Linked DNA regions of Mus musculus: all the other regions are linked to region 5. A link is a contact called in public HiChIP or PLAC-seq and promoter capture Hi-C data. All regions are on one chromosome and are shown on one strand. The core of a region is the stretch at or near the end of the contact, and the rest is flanking DNA. Distances in the headings are between cores, read along the strand shown. Region 1 overlaps Birc6 (baculoviral IAP repeat-containing 6). Region 2 overlaps Rasgrp3 (RAS, guanyl releasing protein 3). Region 3 overlaps Ltbp1 (latent transforming growth factor beta binding protein 1). Region 4 overlaps Rasgrp3 (RAS, guanyl releasing protein 3). Region 5 holds the start of Ltbp1 (latent transforming growth factor beta binding protein 1). Region 6 holds the start of Rasgrp3 (RAS, guanyl releasing protein 3). Region 7 overlaps Ltbp1 (latent transforming growth factor beta binding protein 1).

Region 1 (2,700 bases), core at 105-2,604, 320 kb before region 5:
CCGATGCCATTTTCTGGTGTGTCTGTAGACAGCTACAGTGTACTCATATAAATAGAATAAAAAATCTTTAGAAAAAAGAAAGAGGAAGGAAGGAAGGAAGGAAGGAAGGAAGGAAGGAAGGAAGGAAGGAAGGGCCTGTATTCCTGTTGAGCTGTAGGCTAAAGTGTACTTCAGAATTACGAGACACCGTGTCTTTGGTTTACTCGAGAAGTAGAAGTATCTGGTATTTCAGCTTTAAACCCTTGCCTGTTCTCTGCTTACTGGTAAGCATGGGTGTGCTCATGTGTAGGTACATAGGTACATGCATTGAGATTGACACTGCGGTGCTGTACAGTCTCAACAGATGCTAAGTTAGTTTCTGGGTGACAAAAGAAAGTAGCCATTTGTTTTCCTTGACTTCTTATGTGTGAGGAAAGACAAGGACAGTGTTTCAGTGACACATTTTACTTTATTAGTTAGGTCACCTTTCCAGGTGAGAGATAGTAGACACGTTTACATGTGCAGCTTTGACACATTGGAACCAAATTGAGAGCACGTGCCTGTGTGCTGTATTTATTTGCTTCTGCTCACTGTGAGAGCGGCTTCTTAGTTTGCTACTTCCTGTCTCCCTGCAGTTACGAAAGGAATGGCTTTTGAGAAGGTTTGCCTTGGTGACAAGGTTCATTTTTGTCTGTACATGGCATATTATTTTGTTACATTCTGCAACATTCTAAATTTAAAAGTTTATTCTCAGCCAGGCAAACTAGTACATCCCTTTTATCCCCGCACTGGGGAGGCAGAGGCAGGTGATTCTTTTGAGTTTGAGGCCAGCCTGGTCTACAGAGTGAGTTCCCGGACACCCAGTGCTACACAGAGAAACCTGACTCAAAACAACAAAGATTCTCTGTGGCTTCATGCCTACTATGGGTAAAATATTTTAATATAATGGTAAAACCTTTGTGTTGGTAGGTATTTATGTAAAAAATGCCATATAGTTTAGATTTTTCCTTCAAAATCTATGTTTTTATTTATCTATGTTGTTTGTTTTGAAACTGAGTTAACAAGAATAAGTTATTTTGAAGATCTAAACTATAGTTAATTATTAAGTGTCAAGAGTTGCAATAGAAGAAAAAGAAATACTTAACTTTTATTTTTAGTGAATCTTACATTGACCTGACACTGCGTCTTGTTCGCTGAAGCCTTGGCTGTCACGCTGTGCTGTTGTGATACAGTGTTTGATACAGTGTTTGATACAGTTTGATACAGTGTTGGGTCATTTTACATCCTGAAAAGAAGTAACAGAGTGATCCTCTGTACAACCACTTGGTGTTAAAGATGTATAGCAGCTGCACTTGTTGTCTTGTAAGAGACTCACTTGGGGTCCTACTGTGTGCTCTGAAATACTGAGTTCTTTTGTTCTCAGAAATCAGCATACTCAGTGAATACAAGTAGTATTTTAGATTGCTATGTCCTTTTGATTCTAAGGCTTTTAAAAGACAATAGGTTCTTAGTTTACCACAGGCGTGGTAACTAAGTTGGTTCCTTTACCTCTGGGTACTTAGAGTTAAGGGTTTCTAAGTGTGGGTCTAAGGGCATAGCAAACATTTGGTTGTTTAGCCTAATATTTATGTAATATTTCTTTTTTTATCTTTTAACTAGATAGGAACTATCTACCTATACTTTTGTTATCTTAAGCATTAGGCTTCCAAAGCAGTAATGACTGTGACTAGCCTCCCTGCTCATCACATGGGACAAATGTAGCGCATAGTCTGTCAGTTTTCATTTCTGTTGTTGAATTGTATTTTTATTTTCAGTTTTAAAACTTAATTTTTTCTTGCATTTTTCCCATGTTTAAAATCAAATTCAGATCTAAAAGGGAAAATGTGAAAGCCGGAGTCAAGCCGGACGCGCCTGATCAAGAGCCCGAAGGACTTGCGCTTCTGGTCCCCGACATCCAGAGGACTGCTGAGATCGTCCACGCCGCCACCGCCAATCTGCGGCAAGCCAATCAAGGCCAGTAGTGTTCTACATGATTGGTTTTTTCATTGCATGAAATTATATATTTTTTTCTATTGCACAACAAACGTAATTGAGAACTGTCTGTTTTTTTTTTTTCTCATTTTTCAGGTAAGTTCTTGTACTTACGAATTCATTGTCTGGTAGGTTTTGTTCTTTGTCAGGTTTTAGTTAAGAGTATTTCTTGGGACTGCAGAGATGGCTCACCGATTAAGAGCCCTGGCTGCTCTTCCAAAGGTCATGAGTTCAGTTCCCAGCAACCCACATGGTGGCCCACAACCATCTGCATTGGATCTGATGTTCTCTTCTGGTGTGTCAACGACAGGATGTCATATAAAATAAATAAATCTTAATTTTAAAAAACCCTAATAGATTTAAAAAAAAATTTCTTGCTGTAGAATGTGCATCTTGGCTAGGTGTAGTGGCACATGTCTTTAATTGCAGCACTCGGAAGGTGAAAGCAGATGATCTCTGTGACTTTCAGGCCAGCCAGTAGCAAGTTGTGGGCTAGCCAGAGCCACATAATGAGACCCTCTCTCAAAGAAAAGAACCTAAAATAAGAATTGATTTCTTCTATATATGCTGAGACTAACTGTAGTAGCTCAAGAACATACTTTTTTTCTTTTCATTGAAAGTCTTGGGATTGGAAAGCCTTGTGTTTGGGAGCAGTAAATTGAGGCAGCTGCATGTGGTGGTGCACACGGC
Region 2 (2,700 bases), core at 82-2,581, 470 kb after region 5:
TAAACTAGAACACTGGGGATGAGACTTGTCCCTTAGTGTCCTTATGTGATAGATTCCAGGACTCCATGAACACCATGCATGATCATGATGCCCAGATCCTTCCTGTTCAGGGGCACAGTGTTTTTGTTTGTTTGTTTGTTTGTCTGTTTGCTTGGGTGGTTTTTTTTTTTGTTTGTTTTTTTCAAGACAGGGTTTCTCTGCATAGCCCTGGCTGTTCTGGAACTCACTTTGTAGACCAGGCTGGCCTCTAACTCAGAAATCTGCCTGCCTCTGCCTCCTGAGTGCTGGGATTAAAGGCGTGCGCCACCACGCCCGGCTTGGGCACAGTGTTTTTTATATAACCTATGCTGATCTTCCTGTGTGACTTCAATCATCTGTGTCTCACTTGGAGATGTGACCTAATATTGTTATCCTATATTCTTTAAGGAATAATGAAAAGAACAAAAGGTGTTCAGTACAGATATCACTACTTTGAGAAACATACTGTACATTCATGGTTGGTTGCATTTCATAGACATAAAACCTTGAGGATATGAAGGCTCTGATCTTTGATGGAAAATGCTTTTTTTTCCCCAAGGAAATGGCATAATTTAGTGAACGCTAGCAGAGACATAAAGAATGGACTCAGAATTTTGACATCAAATGCTTGCTTGATTTCTTTGATGTTTTGCAATAGGGAATGGAATCCTAGGACACAGAGCATGTTTTGTCTGTCTTGGAAGATTGCATGCTTTACAGACACCTGTTCTCCAAAAGCTAGCCCCATGGTCCCTTATTTCCCCTTTATATCAGTTGCTCATTTATTATAGGAGTCAGCCATCATGCTGTCATGTTCTCATTACTTTATGAGACCTAAAATCTTGGGTGTTCTATTCTTTCATGTGGTCTTTGTCCCTTCAGAGTCTGTGGTATGTAAAGTCACTGTGCTTTGGTCTTTGAATTCATCTCTGGGATTGAAAAAAGAGAATGCCCGTTTACATGGGAATTCACTGGCACTAGGCACTCTCTCTCACTGCCACAATTTCAAGTAGGGGTGTGGGCATCATTCCCATTGTTTACAGAGAGGAGACTGAGAATAAGAAAATGTACGTAACTTGTCCACAGTCATGGAGGAAGTACGTGCAGGCAGAATTCTACACAGTGTAAACAATCTATTAGCCCCGAATCCCAGGAATTTCTCTGTTTATGCTGTCATCCAGGCGAAGACGGGGTTCAATTACATCATTCAAGTGCACATTTTGAATTGTCTTTTGTAGTGAAAAAGGCTGTACCTTGTCATGATCTTCTGTTAGGCATTGGTTTATGACTAGTTTGTGGTGTGCTGGCTGATGGGTATTGTTGGTGGTATTAAGTAAGTTTTATGGGCAGTTGACTTGAAGAATAAGTCCATCTTAGTCACAGACACAAAGATATTGGCTTCAGATAACATTTGTAGTGGAATTTAGTCATCATTTTCGTCACTGGTGTGGGTTGGTTGAAGTCTCAGCAATGACGGCATGATGTAACATCAGCTTTGAGAGGGCCCATTTTTTAGATATAAAAGTTATTAATATAATTAATTGATTACATTTAAAATAGTCCAGCCTGCTCTCTTGCATATATTCTCCTTGCCTAAGAAAAGCAATTCCTGGGAGTTCTGCTGGCTACAACACCCGCACATCCAGGGGGCAAGTGTGCATTCCGACGTGCTTATTCCTTTCCTCCTTGTGGTCACTTGCTCAGTGTGAGGAGTCTTAGCTCACTAGACTAATTGAGACTCTTTACTGTTGGTCAGTTCTCCAACAAGTTCATTGTTTATTGACTAGCACCATTATCAGTATGTTGGTAAGATCATAAAAACAGCTGTATGTGGCTTCTAGTAGTTGTGAGTGCAGCTATACATAGTAATAGCCAGGGAAAATATAAATGTATGCTGTTTTATAATAAATAAAACATTATAATAACCTTTGTAGTATGACTGTTTAGGGCTACTTTCTTTGAATTAAAAAAAAAAAAGTCTTGAACTGACTCATAAACTGATCCAAAAGGTATTTCCCCCTTTTTACTGGTTATTGTAATAAACAGAATTTTCGGCACCTTCCAAGAGCATACAAGAGAACATTTATAAAAGAAGGAAAGACAGTGAGATGGTTGGTGATGGTTTTACCATTATGGATTTCATTTCGGTCAGCGGAGTTCAAAGCAGTGTAAATCTTGATGCCCCTACTGTAATAGAAGGATCTTATTCATGTCTAGTTTGTGACAGGATTCAGGTTGCTGCAGCTACACTAATATCTTTTAAGCTTCTGTTTAATAGGATTGGTACTTTTATTTTCTGAAGGCTTCTTTATTTCCCAAATGTTGTCCCGTCTTTTCCCTTAATCAGCTGGCCCATAACTACCCCATAAGGTGCCATATTATTATGACATTGATTTGCTTTAAGACTATAAATACAGTCAGAGTTTTAATTAAGGATGTGTTCCTGGTACAACTGGCAGAGAACTACCCACGGGAGGAAAATAACATGGGAAATTTATATCTATTCCCAGAGCTTCCTTTTAGTTATTACTTTCTCGCCGCTTAATTTTTTTCAACCCCACAGACAAGCAACTGCATTAGAGAATGTGTAAGTGATTTTAATTGCATTTTCCCCTGTCTGGAGCATTTGTAATGTGGCAGAGAGACCAATGCAATTGGCCCAAAGGGAAATTGATGAGCTAG
Region 3 (2,700 bases), core at 161-2,660, 270 kb after region 5:
CCTGTGGAGGCCCTGACCTCCTCGTGGGAACACGGGCCGAGAGGGGCGGAGCCCGAAGGTGAGCTTCCATGTTGGATGTGGGTTCTAGCCAGACATCTCTGTATCTGTACTTTGGTGTTTGTTTTTATCCCTTTAGAGCATGCCTCTGATCCTTAATGATGCTGACATTTTCAATTGTGTAATTCTTTAATGGATGAGGAAGCTATATTGGATGTTGTAGGATGTTTAGCAGTGTGAATGTCCTTTGACTTTTATTACACACACACACACACACACACACACACACACACTATACTAAAAAGGTCCACACACACACACACACACACACACACACACACTATACTAAAAAGGTCCACATACACACACACACACACACACACACACACACACACACACACACACTATACTAAAAAGGTCCCTGAATATTGAATACATCCTTAGATCCAGTATGGACCATTTTGCCTGACTGAGAGGCACCCTGTGGTGTGTGTTCCTAGTGGGTAACAATACTCCATAGGAATTCCAGAGCAATGTTTTGCAGTTTAGGAGCTATAGTAACTTAATGTTTATTCCTGGAGAGGAATTTTTGTCTTCAGGGAACAGTACAAATTCATTTCCGTGTCCAGAATTCTACTGTATAAAGGAGAATCCACAGGCTTAAAAATGTTGGTGGACTGAGCTTTTGTGAGGTGGTAGCTGGCAGGAGGGATGCTGCCAGGTGACAGGCCAGAAAGTAGGAACCAGACAGCTCAGGCATCTGGGAGGGCTGTGGGAAAGTCCTCTCATTTACCTTGTGACAGATTCAGAGACATGACTTGTTGTGTGTCATAAAAATTGTATAATGGGACCCATGACTAAGGGCAGAAAGTCTAGTGATCTCTAGTTTTAATCTCTGCTTGCCCTCTCCCCAAGAAATATTTTCTTCTCTCCTTAGTGTATAATGTATATTGACTATTTTGATTACCACAGAAAAGCCTTGTTCCTGAAAAATGGAACAGGTTTTGGTCTGTAAGGAATGTATCTCTTTCCTCTAAAAACATAAATAAAACAAAATGTTCTTGTTGGCTTTTGCCATTAATTCTTAGGTAAAGATTTGCCCATTTGTGAGTCATGTGGGAACTAGGCATTACCTCCTTCCCTAGTAGCAGAGGTTGTTCTGGGCTCTGAGCATGGTGCCTTCTGGCCAATATCTACTGGGTCACTTACTGTGGTATAATTCTTTCTTGGGTAAGCAGAGCAAGTAGGACCTCACCTGGTATTGTCTCTGTCTACCTAGGTCAGCCATTCCCAGCCCGTGGGTCACAACCCCTTTGGGGGTTGAAGAATTCTTTCACAGAGTTCTCCTAAGACCATCCTGCTTATCAGATATTTACATTGTGATTCATAACAGTAGCAAAATTGCAGTTATGAAGTAACTTTTGTGGTTGGGAGTCACCCCAACATAAGGGTGGTTAAAGGGTCGTAGCATTTGGAAGGTTGAGAACCACGGGGCTTGGTTGCTCATCCTTTGTTTAGCAGAAGGAGGTAGGCATAAGTATGGATCTGTCTCTAGAATTCCTTAACAATGGGTTGCATAGGGTAGAAAGACAGTTAGCTTCCTCCCCTTGAAAGAGTGGTGCTTTTAATTTATCTGGTAGGCTCATTTCTTCCTGGAATTAATACATCCAATTTATTTGCTAATAGTTAAGGAAACATAGTGACTCAGAAAATTCCAAGTAATAAACAAAGCTGTTGACCAGTGCTAGGAATTGCTTAATGAAAACAAGCATTTCAAAAATATGAAGACCTCACCCCCACCACAATAACATTACTGATTGAGTAATAGTTAAGTTGCTAATTATATTAATGCTAAGTAGTAATTGTCTCTTATTGACTTATGAGGTGTGGCTTTTGTTCGATTCAGTTAGCATGACAATAATCAGAAGCCTGGATTATATTTTAAAAAATGCAGTACCCATTTTCCTGTCTCTATGAAACATTGTCATTCTTTTTGAACACTGACTTCAGATGGGTTTCTGAGTACTGGAAGCATTTGTTTTCTAAAACACGGGAAGTTGCCCAAACTCAAGATTAAGCATTGAACAACTTTTCAGGAAGTGTTTTCTTTAAACTTGAGGTTAATTTTCTTAATTTTGAATGAATGTCTCTGAACCTTTGATCTCTGAACCTTGATAGCTGAACAATGAGAGGCACAAAAAGTTCTTCGTCGTTCATGTGTAAAATCCTCCCAGGTACCAGGCGATTGGCATTCCACGTTTGACTTAATTTGCTTCGTAATTGTTTGGGGGAGATACTGGCTTCCTAATTCCTTTTGAAATCTGAAATCTGATGAGTGGGTTGTGCTCTGCTCACTGTACTAATTCTCACCTCTCTCTTCTGGTTTTAGTGGTAACAGCACCTCCTGAGAAGGTAATTCTCTCATCGTTTTATGTTCTTTTCTCATCAAGACATTTTTTTAAGGATATGTATAGGTCTTTTTTTGGTTTGTTTGGTTTTGATTTTAACTTTAGGACATACATATTAGAGATCAAATTGGATTCTCTAAACGGGTGTTGCTATTCTCAGTGCTCAGAGAGTGATCGCTAAGAGATCTCAGGGATGTGTGGAGGGGGCACCATCCGTTGCCACAGAAGCCAAAATATGGAGAGAAGAAAAATGATGAGCAGAGTTCAGAGAGCTAACTGGTTGCGTGGACTGTGG
Region 4 (2,700 bases), core at 169-2,668, 500 kb after region 5:
TTTATTTATTTATTTATTTATTTATTTATTTATTGGTTTTTCGAGATAGGGTTTCTCTGTGTAGCCCTGGCTGTCCTGGAACTCACTCTGTAGACCAGGCTAGCCTCGAACTCAGAAATCCGCCTGCCTCTGCTTCCCGAGTGCTGGGATTAAAGGCATGCGCCACCATGCCCAGCTCTGTCTTTATTCTTAATTTAAACTTTTTATTTCGTATTATATTTATGTGTGTGCATGGTAGGGGGAAGAAGAGGAAGAGAGAGAGAAGGAGGGGGAGGGAGAAAAAGAAGAAGGAGGAGCAGGGAGAGAGAGACTTGAGCATAACACAGCAATCATGTGCAGGTCAAAGGACAACGTCATGAGTTTGTTTTCTCTTCCTACCTGTATATAGATTCAAGGCTAAAACAGGTTGGTGTGTTTGTGGAAGGAGTTCCTTTTTCTGCTGAGTCGTCTTGCTGACTTCTTGCTTTTTTTGTTTTTGTTTACTTTTCTCTTGTTTTCATTTTTTTGTTGTTGTTGTTGTTTGTTTTAGACTGGGTCTTGTTTAGCTCAGGCTAGTCTTGAACTTGTGGCCCCTTGACCTCAATCTCCCAAGTGCTAGGGTTCTAGCCATGGGCCACCATGTGCTGCTTTTTAAAGAGTCTTTCCAGGGCATTCTTTGTTCTCTTCCAAAGCAGGAATGACTCTATTGTGCTTTATCCTGGGTTTTACATTCGCCTCAACTGCAGGAGGCTTTGCTCTGCGTTAGACTAACTATCTTTTTCTGTTCATGTGCTTTAGTTAGCACATGCCCAGCACCTTCCACAGTACCTGGCACAATTAAGAACTCAGGAGTCAGAGTGAATGCTCTGCTTAGGAGTGGTGAGTGTCAGACAAAAAGTCTGACATCCTTTTGTCAACTGCCACTCTATTTATTTATTTATTTATTTATTTATTTAGGCACTTGTAACAGATTGTTTGGGTGGTCTTCAGGTCTAGTGTTTAGACACAACAGGTGTATAAAAGATGACATCTTCCATGGTAACTTGGTTTTTGAGAAGGAAGGAACATAAACAAATTCTCTTATCCTTGCTTAAACAAGCAAAGGTACAATTTCCCCCTTTGGCTTCATAACAGCGCAGCATCTGAAACTCGGCTGCCGTTGATGAGCTGATGTTCTCTTTTGATGTCCATAGAAAATGAAAGCAATGACTCTTCTTAAGCTCTGGCAGCCTAAATTACTTAGGACTGCTGCGTTGGAATAGGAGCCTGGCTCCCAGACTTCACCCACTAACTGCAACTAAAGGATACACCCCTAAGTAGAATGGTAATATCAACTGTACTTTTAGTGTGACGTTGAAGTGGTCAAACCACAGATGTCTTGGGTTTGTGTGATTCAACAACGAACACAAAGATGTTCTCCAGTGGGGAACCACCTCACAATAACTCAAGCACCTGCATTGATTAATCATTTGCCATGTAAATATGTTTCCGTGAATCAGTGCCCAGGTTTCTAACCACAATCAGACTACAAACCACGAAACAGACAGATGATGTCTGAAGAGAAGAGCCAGTGTGGTCCGCAGTTTCAACTGTCTGCCTCCAGACTGTGCTTTTAACAGTTATGGTTATGAGTATAACTTTATAACACAGGTGCCTACATTTGGGCAATGTCTCCAACACCTAGAAGACAATGATAAAGCAGGGAAATTAAGTCAGTTTTAAGTGCATCAAGCAAGGGGAAGCTCTCGCCATGGTAGAATACTTGCCAGCATGCCCAAGACCCTGGCTCAGTCCCCAAACAAACAAACAAACAAACACAAAACCTACATGCACCAAGCTACATTATCAAGAAGATGTTTAGAAAAGTTCTGAAAAAAAATTTTAATGAAAGTTCAATGGTATAAACGGAAACCTGAATTTAAAAAATAAAAGCTAAGAAGCAGTTCTTTTTGGTTAGGAAAAGCAAATGAAAAAAAAAAAATAATGCCAGAGTATGCCCACCTCTTTTTTTTTAAGAGCACAGAGGGACAATGTAGAAGCTATTTAGCATCATATTTAAGTCTGCATAGCTCAGAGTGATAGCAAAAAATCGTAAGTGAGAAGTCTTGACCTCTGCCTTGAACCTGTGCTAGTCCATCTTAACTGTAGCTTTTTCTTCATGCTTCTGTGGTCATTCATGAGCTCTGCATTTCTACAACTCTAGAAATACAGGATGGCACAGCCATGAAAATAAGAAAACAGTTTTATGGCATTGGCCATGGCCCACCGACTCCCCTGGACAGCACAGACCTGCAGAGCAGTCACGACACCTAAGCCAGTTTCTTCGTATATCTAAGATCATCCTTGTCTCCCCACAATCAAGGAGGATGTCCATTACACGCAAAGGCACATTACGTTTTTTTCTGATGCCATGTGGAAGGCAATGTCCTCACCATGAGCCCTGAGGAAGCTTATGTGTCCACTAGAGTCTCGTGTCCACTCTATGAAGCACATGCGCGTTTGAATTAAGAACCACGTGACTGCAGCTGTCTGAGGCACAAGAGCGTGTCCACGAGCACAGCATTTAAGGGAGGAGTTCCTTTTTCTTCAGGTCAAGTGGCTGTGTTCTTTAGTGACCCATATATGCTTTAGCACGTTAAAAAAATAGAAAGTGAGAAAACTCAAGTTAATGAACAATCATTAAACACCTATTCTGTGCATCAGGCTGTCTGCCAATGCTGG
Region 5 (2,700 bases), core at 126-2,625:
GAGGAAAGGTGAAGTGTCCGTGGCCTGTAGCCATTAGTGATCATTTTATCTGGAGCCCTGGTCTCCTCCCCGCGACCAGAGCTATTTCTTTGATGGTAGTGACTCTCTCAGACAGTGCTCCTTCTGGAAGCCTGTGTTCAGGCTGCTGGCCTCCAGGCCCACTTCCCTCAGAGCAAACGCTCACCAGTATTTCTGTAATGTGCAGAGAAAAGTAGGTGACTAGATTAGTCCTCAGCTTGGAATGATTTTTCCCACTATCAGTATTTCTGAAATTATTCTCACTTGCTATCAGTTGTCCTAAGCGGATGCAGGGAAAACCCTCAAACAAAGAACAATCAAAATTACTAATATGTGAGAAAACCCAAGCCTGGGAAAAGACCCTTTTTAATTCACTTAAAAATATTTATTTATTTTATGTGTGTCACTGCTTTGTCTGAATATGTGTATGGGCGCCTGAATGTCAGAAGAGAGCATCAAACCTCCTGGAACTGGAATTTTGGATGGTTGGGAATCTAATCCAGGTCCCCTGAAAGAGCAGCCAGTGCACTTAACCACTGAATTATTGCTCCAGTCCCGGGCCTTTAAAAAATTGTTTTAAAAAATATACAGTTATTATCATGGACTTTTGATTGCAGTCATGTAAAAACAGCATTCATTCTGTTGACATTGTCTTAATTCAGATGTTAGCAGTAAAGACGTCATTTCCTGGTTTTCTTCAAACTCTGTTTTGCACGAGAGAGAGAGAGAGAGAGAGAGAGAGAGAGAGAGAGAGAGAGAGAGAGAGAGAAATTCCTAAATGCTCCATTCCACTCCACTGCAAGGACCACCGGCAGGGCAGCCTCTGCGATTTTCTTCATCTACACGGGCGCCCCCTGCTGCCCATCCCGCATTCTTGACCCTCCAATGTCAGGAGCAGGGTACCACAAAGTCTTCCGGAGGTTGCAGTCCTAAAGAAAACCTTCCTTCAGACTAATAGAGCTAATCACTTTCCAATGGACAGCTCACGCTACCTCGGATAGCCTTTTCTGGGACCGGACCTAGTGTTTTAATCCAACTTCTGCAGACAGTATCCGAGCAAACTCGAGTAAAAGTGCCTGCGCTTCCAAACTGTATTACTCGAATCCTTTCCGGCTGCTAGAAGGAAAGGGCCGTTCCCTCACCTTGCTGAGCCCTTTGTCTTTTCCTGGCGCTGGGGAGCGGGAATCCCTGTCCACCCGACCCATAGCCCCAATATCTGGATGCGGAGGGTGGCGGCTCATTCTCCGGCTCATCTCGAGCTTTCCCCAATTAGGATTTGCTGCCTGACGTCACGTCTGCTGCAGATTGGCTGTTCAGATCTGACACAGGGCTCCACCGGGGAGAAGAAACTTTTAAAAGACTTTGCAGCCGGGGCTGCCTCTGAGCGTCCAGCGCTCACGGTCGTCCTTGCTCACCCTCGCGGGGTTGGCGCCCGTAGCACCCCAGCCGCACCCGGCGACACCTCGTCTGAGCCAGGGGACCCTCACCTTGAGCAGCTCGCGCCCCTCCCCTCCTCTCCACCCCAACTCCCGCCCCCTGCTCGCCTCCACTCCCGGCTGGGGTCCGCTGCCGCTCAGCCGCCCGCAAAGCTCCCTCCCCTGCGGCCACCCAGTTGGTCTCCACCCCGCGGCGCACGGGCTCTCCGCAGAGTCCTTGGGGATACCGAGGGAGCGCGCCGGGGCAGGACGAGCCGCGCGGCCGGAGACTGCCCGCGATGGCGGGAGCCTGGCTCAGGTGGGGTCTCCTGCTCTGGGCAGGGCTGCTAGCGTGGTCTGCGCACGGCCGGGTGCGGAGGATCACGTACGTGGTGCGCCCGGGCCCGGGACTGCCGGCCGGAGCCTTGCCTCTGGCTGGGCCCCCGCGGACCTTCAACGTCGCACTGGACGCCAGGTACAGCCGGAGCTCAACAGCCGCCTCCAGCCGCGCCTTGGCTGGGCCCCCAGCCGAGCGGACCCGGCGCACCAGCCAGCCCGGCGGCGCGGCCCTGCCGGGGCTCCGATCTCCGCTGCCACCCGAGCCCGCGCGTCCGGGGGGGCCCAGCCGGCAGCTCCACTCTAAGGCGGGTGCTCAGACCGCGGTCACTCGCTTCGCCAAACATGGCAGGCAAGTCGTGCGCTCCCAAGTGCAGCAGGACGCTCAGAGCGCCGGGGGCTCCAGACTGCAGGTTCAGCAGAAGCAGCAGCTGCAGGGGTAAGCCCACGCTCTGCCTGCCTCGCGCGCCGGGACCCGCCGAGGCCCGGGAACCGTCTCCTCCCCGCCGGAGGCGCTGCGGGAAGGGGTGGGCACGGGGGAAGCCCGCTCACTTTTTACTGGTGTTTAACTCTCAGTGCATTGTTACCCAGCTGCGGGGGAAACACAAAAGGCATTTATTTCTTCCCCGGGGCGTAACCTCCTGTGCGCAAACCCTTCTGCTCCTAGACTATGGGCGTAAACATGAAGTCACTACAGCTTAATCCCAAGGCATCAATTAAACTTCTTGCAACTCGGTTTTTTATTTTGGTTTACCTAATGAAAAAGGGATTGTGAGTGAAAGCTGGCTCTAAAGACCCAGCTCTCCTTGAGCATCCCAGAAATTGTATACTTGGGTTTCCTGGCACCTGTGGGTCCTAAATTGGTAAGGGGCTGGGGGTGAGACTCCACGTGAACAGCAGTAGGAATTAAAGTTTGTTATTCGGTGCTGGT
Region 6 (2,700 bases), core at 175-2,674, 430 kb after region 5:
AATTAGAAGTAAAACAAATCTTTAAAAAATAATACAGACCAGTTTATACTTCTACTTACTATTACACAAATGGTTGTTTCTCTACATATCAGTATCAGAAGTTAGCAAAAGTTTTAGCTGCTCGTCTGTTATGTGGGAAAAAATGCTATTATTTTGGGGTTTGCTTGCATTGTCAATAATATGAGGGAATTTGGATTGCAAGAATGCAGAAAAGCTATGTCTGTTTTTCCCATTCATATTAGATTCAGAAGGTATATTCCTTTTTTCTTTTCTTTCTTTCTTTCTTTCTTTTTCTTTCTTTTTTTTGGTATTTTGACTCAAGAAATTCTCTACTTTTTCTCTTAAAGACTTTTATAATTCCTCTGCATGTGTGTGTGAACACACACACACACACACACACACACACACACACACACTGGAGGGGTCACTTTGTAGAGGCCAGAGGAGGGTGTTGGCACTCTCAGAATTGGAGTTACAGGCATTTGTGGGATGCTGGGCTTATTCTATGGGTACTGGAAAACACTTTCTAGCCCCTAGGGTTGCTAGCAAGTGCTTGTAACCTGCTGAGTCAGCTTTCCAGCCTCAACATATTTTTAAATGAAAGGAGAGAATGAGTCTGACATGGTGCTCACTTTGTAATCCTAGTATTTGAGCGGTGAGGCAAGAGGATCACGAGTTTGAGCCTAGCTTGGGCTGTGTAGTAAGGCATCGTCTAAACTGTCTGAGGAAAGGAAAGGAAGGGAAGGGAAGGGAAAGGAAAGGAAAGGAAAGGAAAGGAAAGGAAAGGAAAGGAAAGGAAAGGAAAGGAAAGGAAAGGAAAGAAAAAAATAAGACAGAAAGCAAAAGAACAGAACAGAACCAGGTCTTCCTCCTGGTATTCAGGCACCCCCCCCCCACTCCCACAAATTTGTCTTTCAGGAAATGAAGGATGCAGTGTGAATCTGCTCGTGGTAGTTTACACAGAAAATGCTATTATTTCTGAATTCAAGCTTCGCTGGTGGGAAGTGACAACTTCTAGTCAAGTAGAGACTGAGGGACCAGTTAAGTCACAACTCAATGGCTCACACTAAAGTTGAATTATTTAGGTTAAATTTTCTTCAGTGTGTTTACCAGTGCAGACTTGGAAGGAACACACACACACACTCATACATGCATATGTGTGCACATGCACACGTGCGCACACACACATGCACACTGTACACACACACACACACACACACCTAACACACACACCTCTGACTGCCTTTTGAAATCAAATACATTTCCTGCCTCCTCTTTCCTCGGTACTCACAGCAGCAGCTTATTTATAGCACAGGAAAGGGGAAAAAAACAGCGCTCCACTGGAGGCCGGAAAACTAAGTAGGGAAAGAATAGGAGGAAGTGGGCCTGCCATTTAGCCAAACAGCCTTTACTTCATTGAGCTCAAAGCCTAGCCCCTTCAAGGTAGTGGTTTGTTGGGCACGAATAGGCTTGCAAATCTCTTTCTTTCTTTCTTCTTCTTTTTATTATTTTGCTTTTCCTCTTCACTTATGAATTGGACTTGAGCAATGGAGGGGACAACAGCTCTTTCAGGGGGAGCCCAGCCATCTTGAGGGGTTCAGGCACCTTGAAGAGACTTTCAAGAACCTGGTGAAAGGAGGATCCACACCTCTTGTGAACTTCCACTGACTACATGACTGCGGATTCGGGTATGTGTCCCTTTTAAGTTTGCGTCTTGCTATTTCTCACGTTTCCTTGGCTTTGCTTATTGGGCACAGGCAATATTTGTGATCTGAGGGCAGGTCCTACTATAACTGTAACACGAGCTTTGCTTGTGTCTCTGAAGAGTAGCCAGCCGTCAGAGTCAGCAATGGCATCCTGAGCTTCTGGTAGCAAGTGTGTATTTTACGGAAGTTGTTTTCTTGTGGTGACTTCCTTAAATCTCAGCATCATCTATAATCTCCCTGACGGTCATTTTTGAAAACATCTGCCTGACACTATTTGTGCTTTGTGTCAGGCTGGTCAGTAATCTGTCGGTCACTTCTTTGAGGAATACTGGTTTAGAATATACTTAATAACCATGTCTTTAAACACAACCAAACCATTGCTGAAGTTATTTTGCTGAAATTTAAGTTTTGTGTACAGCTGTGAAGATGAAAATTCATCTGGTACAAAGTTTCCTTTCTTAATCAATCATTCTTAAACAATGATGAACTTCTAAAACATAAAGGCAACATCCAAGCCCTGAGCTTTTCCAGAGACAGGAATTATTCATAGCAATTATTTACATCTGAGTTTTTTTCCAAAACCTTTCTGCTGTATAAATTTTGAGGGTCTTGAAAAAATATCCTTGTGCTTAGAAATGGAAAGGTGGGAGGGAAATTAAATAAACCTAAAAGAGTTGATGATGCTCACAAAAACTTGGAAGGCTTCTGGGGACATGCCGAGGGACATCCCTTGGCATTACGTGAATGCTTTTGTTTAAATGATGAGCCTGTGTGCTTCCAGGGCAGATAACCTCCACCTTTGCGTGGTAATGACGCTTGATTGATGTCAGCACAGTGACTGACCAAGAAGTAGGCTCTGCCAGTTGTTGAGAAGGAAACAGGTTGCTTTTCTTTCTGCCTCTCCTTGCATGAGATTTGTGTGTTTAGAGTTTGCAGCAAGAAGATAGCAAAGTTAAAAAAGCAGAACTGTGAGCCCACCAGAACTGGTGCGGAG
Region 7 (2,700 bases), core at 22-2,521, 340 kb after region 5:
CAAGAGCTCCAGGGTACTGCTTAGTTCATATTGTTGTTCCACCTATAGGGTTGCAGTTCCCTTTAGTTCCTTGGGTGCTTTCTCTAGTTCCTCCATTGGGGGCCCTGTGGTCCATTCAATAGCTGACTGTGAGCATCCACTTCTGTGTTTGCTAGGCCCTGGCAATTTAATTTCTTTGTCTGTATATAAGCTGCCCTACCCATTCTATTTAGAAAATCACATTGAGTCTTCCATTGTTTCCTCCCCTGATTTCATTGTTCATGTTACCAAAGTGAGCGGGTAAAGAATGGGTGACCTTTAGTGAGTGTTATGCAGGAAGGAAGGGACATTGGAGTTCTGTTTTACCATAGAAGGTTTTGGGAAATTTTTGGGGCAGTAAAGAGAATATATTCATTGTAAAACTTGCAAATGTACAAAACAGGTTAACCTGACAAATGTGGACTTGTCAGCCATTGACACTGTCACAGCTTCCATACAGGCGCTGTCAGTTCCAGGCATCCTGAGCTGTGTTCCACTTATCCTTCTAATATTTGGAGGGTTCTTTTTTTTGCGGGGGAGGTCAGTTTACTTACTCACTGGCTTGTAGGTATCGTTAAATCTTGACTTTGTTTACATTGAAACATCAGTATTTGCTGTTCCGTTTTTTTTTTTTTCAGTAAAAATATATGAAGAGCAGAGCAATATAAGAAATTAGCAGTTCTTGTGAAAACATGCTTCATACGTGTGGGTTGAGGACCGAGCAATTACTGACAGCAACTCCAACAGATGACTAGCTTTGGGGATAGTATTACTAGTGATAATTTCTAGCATGACCCTTACTGGATCAATAAAACTGATGTAGAAATGTTGATATCAGGCAAAGAAAAATATGATATTTAGAGACCTCAAAAATTAGTCTCAGGTTTCAGAGTCAACCTTGACAAAACAGGATGATGTTTTCCACCTATCCAGATAGATGAGGGGAAAGTAGATCTGAGATCTCACAATATCAAGAAAGTGAAATATTTGTATGTAGGCCATTAAAGAATTGAAACAAAGAGCTGAGGGTCTAGCGTAATAGGAGAGCTCTGGTTTGGCCCTTCTGAGAAGCGAAACCAGCGCTGTACTTCAGTGAAGCCATTACCTCACCTCACTGTTGAAAACAAGAAACTGCAGAGCCGCATTATATCATTTTTATAAAATATTAATTGTTGAACAGCTAGTCTCCAGCAGGCACTTCACATTCCCTTTGCCTATTCATTCCGATCCAAAACATTACTCATCTAAACTTGCTTGGTGAGTCATTGTTACAGTAAACTGAGTCTGCAAGACGCCCAGTAATTCATAGCCAGCTGGGGGCTTGTTCACCTTCAGGCTAGTTATTCAGTTCCTGTGCTGGTGAACAGTAATAAAGGGCCATCATCTGCTGGAATGGCATGAAATTAATAACAAGGAAAGCAAGATAATCTAATTTTAAGAATCTGGATTGAGAATCCAATGGATTTCACACAGCTGAATTCACTCTTTTCCTCTCCTTTTAGTAGAGAAATAAGTTGCTGGTGAGGGTGTGTTGAAGGTTCCCCAACCCTTCAAGCCTAATACAGGCACAGGAAAAAGAGGAGTAGCCTGGTATCTGTCTGGGAGGTGCCATGATGGAGGTGCCCCCTTAGGCTGACTCTGGAAGGATCAGCATGAATTTCTGAGAAAAAAATAGGAGTGGAAGAGCCAATCAAGCAAAGAGTTTATACCATTCTAAGGTCAGGGAGCCCTTATACAAGGTCATCTACAGGGATGGAGTTCAAATTGAGAAGGTTTTCTGAGAACTGCTATCACACAGGTAGCCAGGAGCCCGATGAAGGAAGCCTTGTGCTCTAGCAAGAAGAAGATGGCGAACACTTTGAGCAAGGGAGTGGCATGCATGGGTTAACATTTACAAAGAGCACCTCAGCAATAGTTAGGTAAAGAGTGGATTAGAGGGAGGCAAGACTGGAGATACGGAAGCCAGCTAGAATACAGGGAATATTGAGAAAGATCAAAGGGTGGCTTAGGACAGCAGAGGGAGTTGCAGAAGGGAAGGGCTGGCATTAAGATTCCTGGTACGGGTGTCTAGTTGGAAGTGCTGAAGAAGGGTGTGTAGGAGAAATGGAGCTGATATGCGGAGGGCAGTGATAGCAAGTTCATGTGTTACTGCTGGGTCTATTTGGTCTTAGATAAATGTTTCACCAGGACTGAGCTAAAGCTTTGAGAGAGTCTGAGAATCCATCAGCATGGAAGTGCTAACTGAAGAATTGCTCAGCTTCCAGACCCCCAAAAAGGCTGCAGTGCAAAGAACAACATTATCTCTTTGACAGATGCCCACTTTAGAAAGTCCAGAGTTAGCAGTGGCCTCTGTCAAGTCAGTAACAGGATAGAACCCTTCCTCCCTGTTACAATCTGTAAACTTGCTATAATCCCAGCTTCCTGCGGGCATTCAGAGCAGCCCAATCAACTTGCCACATTAGATGCCATGAGGAAGAGCTGCTGGCTTTGATGTGAAATAATTGCACTGAGTTTTCGGTTCAATTCAGGAAGGCAAGGTAGGTGAAAAGGAGGAATGGAAAGGAGAAAATTCTCGTCCCCGTCAGGAAGAGGGTTTATGTTCTGTTTAAATCAAGCTGCTAGGCTGGACTAAGACAGTGGCAGAAAAATCAAGTGAAAATAATTAAGAATAAGAAGTGTACT

What was found. Promoter capture Hi-C pulls out the DNA fragments that hold promoters and counts their contacts. HiChIP or PLAC-seq counts read pairs in DNA pulled down with a chosen protein or histone mark.
Region 1: an H3K4me3 HiChIP or PLAC-seq map of embryonic stem cells shows a contact between it and region 5, with 15 read pairs. The contact joins the enhancer-like site here to the promoter of Ltbp1 in region 5. A contact is called at or near these places in 11 of 39 promoter capture datasets (the 3T3-L1 cell line, 3T3-L1-derived adipocytes, the HPC-7 cell line and 7 more), 1 of 15 datasets of contacts at CTCF or cohesin (the NIH/3T3 cell line), 21 of 484 Hi-C or Micro-C datasets (CD8 T cells, the G1E-ER4 cell line, the HL-1 cell line and 12 more) and 10 of 115 datasets of contacts at active chromatin or transcription factors (astrocytes, cardiomyocytes, craniofacial prominence and 6 more).
Region 2: an HNF4G HiChIP or PLAC-seq map of pancreatic cancer cells shows a contact between it and region 5. The contact joins the enhancer-like site here to the promoter of Ltbp1 in region 5. A contact is called at or near these places in 3 of 39 promoter capture datasets (the 3T3-L1 cell line, the HPC-7 cell line, HPC-7-derived erythroid cells and 1 more), 1 of 15 datasets of contacts at CTCF or cohesin (the NIH/3T3 cell line) and 4 of 115 datasets of contacts at active chromatin or transcription factors (embryonic stem cells, forebrain, pancreatic cancer cells and 1 more).
Region 3: an SMC1A HiChIP or PLAC-seq map of the NIH/3T3 cell line shows a contact between it and region 5, with 10 times the contacts expected there. The contact joins the enhancer-like site here to the promoter of Ltbp1 in region 5. A contact is called at or near these places in 7 of 39 promoter capture datasets (the 3T3-L1 cell line, the HPC-7 cell line, HPC-7-derived erythroid cells and 3 more), 1 of 15 datasets of contacts at CTCF or cohesin (the NIH/3T3 cell line), 3 of 484 Hi-C or Micro-C datasets (the HPC-7 cell line, cumulus cells and pancreatic cancer cells), 2 of 115 datasets of contacts at active chromatin or transcription factors (fetal liver and pancreatic cancer cells) and 1 of 9 other capture datasets (adipose tissue).
Region 4: a contact with region 5 is called in an HNF4G HiChIP or PLAC-seq map of pancreatic cancer cells. The contact joins the enhancer-like site here to the promoter of Ltbp1 in region 5. A contact is called at or near these places in 6 of 39 promoter capture datasets (the HPC-7 cell line, HPC-7-derived erythroid cells, cranial neural crest and 3 more) and 2 of 115 datasets of contacts at active chromatin or transcription factors (forebrain and pancreatic cancer cells).
Region 6: a contact with region 5 is called in a promoter capture Hi-C map of the HPC-7 cell line. The contact joins the promoter of Rasgrp3 here to the promoter of Ltbp1 in region 5. A contact is called at or near these places in 12 of 39 promoter capture datasets (the 3T3-L1 cell line, 3T3-L1-derived adipocytes, the HPC-7 cell line and 6 more), 1 of 15 datasets of contacts at CTCF or cohesin (the NIH/3T3 cell line), 2 of 115 datasets of contacts at active chromatin or transcription factors (embryonic forebrain and pancreatic cancer cells) and 2 of 9 other capture datasets (adipose tissue and pancreatic islet).
Region 7: a FOXA1 HiChIP or PLAC-seq map of pancreatic cancer cells shows a contact between it and region 5. The contact joins the enhancer-like site here to the promoter of Ltbp1 in region 5. A contact is called at or near these places in 3 of 39 promoter capture datasets (the HPC-7 cell line, cranial neural crest and hippocampal neurons), 2 of 484 Hi-C or Micro-C datasets (bone marrow-derived macrophages and muscle stem cells), 4 of 115 datasets of contacts at active chromatin or transcription factors (embryonic hindbrain, embryonic limb bud, pancreatic cancer cells and 1 more) and 1 of 9 other capture datasets (liver).

The regions. Positions count from the first base shown.
Region 1 is chr17:74,687,372-74,690,071 of GRCm38.p6, forward strand. It overlaps Birc6 (baculoviral IAP repeat-containing 6), which reads left to right. Exons shown (of 73, transcript NM_007566.3): 66 at 1,847-1,992. Among named protein-coding and RNA genes, the nearest start is that of Ttc27, 29 kb to the right of the region's middle. Within about 2 kb of position 1,355, at least 4 of the 459 cell types and tissues checked have an H3K27ac peak or open chromatin away from gene starts, as enhancers often do. A contact at or near this core is called in embryonic stem cells, where this site is marked.
Region 2 is chr17:75,469,395-75,472,094 of GRCm38.p6, forward strand. The region is part of intron 1 of Rasgrp3 (RAS, guanyl releasing protein 3); the gene reads left to right. Among named protein-coding and RNA genes, the nearest start is that of Rasgrp3, 35 kb to the left of the region's middle. Within about 2 kb of position 1,332, at least 13 of the 459 cell types and tissues checked have an H3K27ac peak or open chromatin away from gene starts, as enhancers often do. A contact at or near this core is called in pancreatic cancer cells, where this site is marked.
Region 3 is chr17:75,276,566-75,279,265 of GRCm38.p6, forward strand. Ltbp1 (latent transforming growth factor beta binding protein 1) reads left to right here. Exons shown (of 34, transcript NM_019919.4): 12 at 1-58; 13 at 2,387-2,409. Among named protein-coding and RNA genes, the nearest start is that of Rasgrp3, 160 kb to the right of the region's middle. Within about 2 kb of position 1,411, at least 20 of the 459 cell types and tissues checked have an H3K27ac peak or open chromatin away from gene starts, as enhancers often do. A contact at or near this core is called in the NIH/3T3 cell line and pancreatic cancer cells, where this site is marked.
Region 4 is chr17:75,503,808-75,506,507 of GRCm38.p6, forward strand. The region is part of intron 9 of Rasgrp3 (RAS, guanyl releasing protein 3); the gene reads left to right. Among named protein-coding and RNA genes, the nearest start is that of Fam98a, 47 kb to the right of the region's middle. Within about 2 kb of position 1,419, at least 22 of the 459 cell types and tissues checked have an H3K27ac peak or open chromatin away from gene starts, as enhancers often do. A contact at or near this core is called in pancreatic cancer cells, where this site is marked.
Region 5 is chr17:75,004,154-75,006,853 of GRCm38.p6, forward strand. Ltbp1 (latent transforming growth factor beta binding protein 1) reads left to right here and starts at 1,376. Exons shown (of 34, transcript NM_019919.4): 1 at 1,376-2,208. The coding sequence starts at 1,733.
Region 6 is chr17:75,434,481-75,437,180 of GRCm38.p6, forward strand. Rasgrp3 (RAS, guanyl releasing protein 3) reads left to right here and starts at 1,425. Exons shown (of 17, transcript NM_001166493.1): 1 at 1,425-1,688.
Region 7 is chr17:75,344,015-75,346,714 of GRCm38.p6, forward strand. The region is part of intron 24 of Ltbp1 (latent transforming growth factor beta binding protein 1); the gene reads left to right. Among named protein-coding and RNA genes, the nearest start is that of Rasgrp3, 91 kb to the right of the region's middle. Within about 2 kb of position 1,272, at least 37 of the 459 cell types and tissues checked have an H3K27ac peak or open chromatin away from gene starts, as enhancers often do. A contact at or near this core is called in muscle stem cells and pancreatic cancer cells, where this site is marked.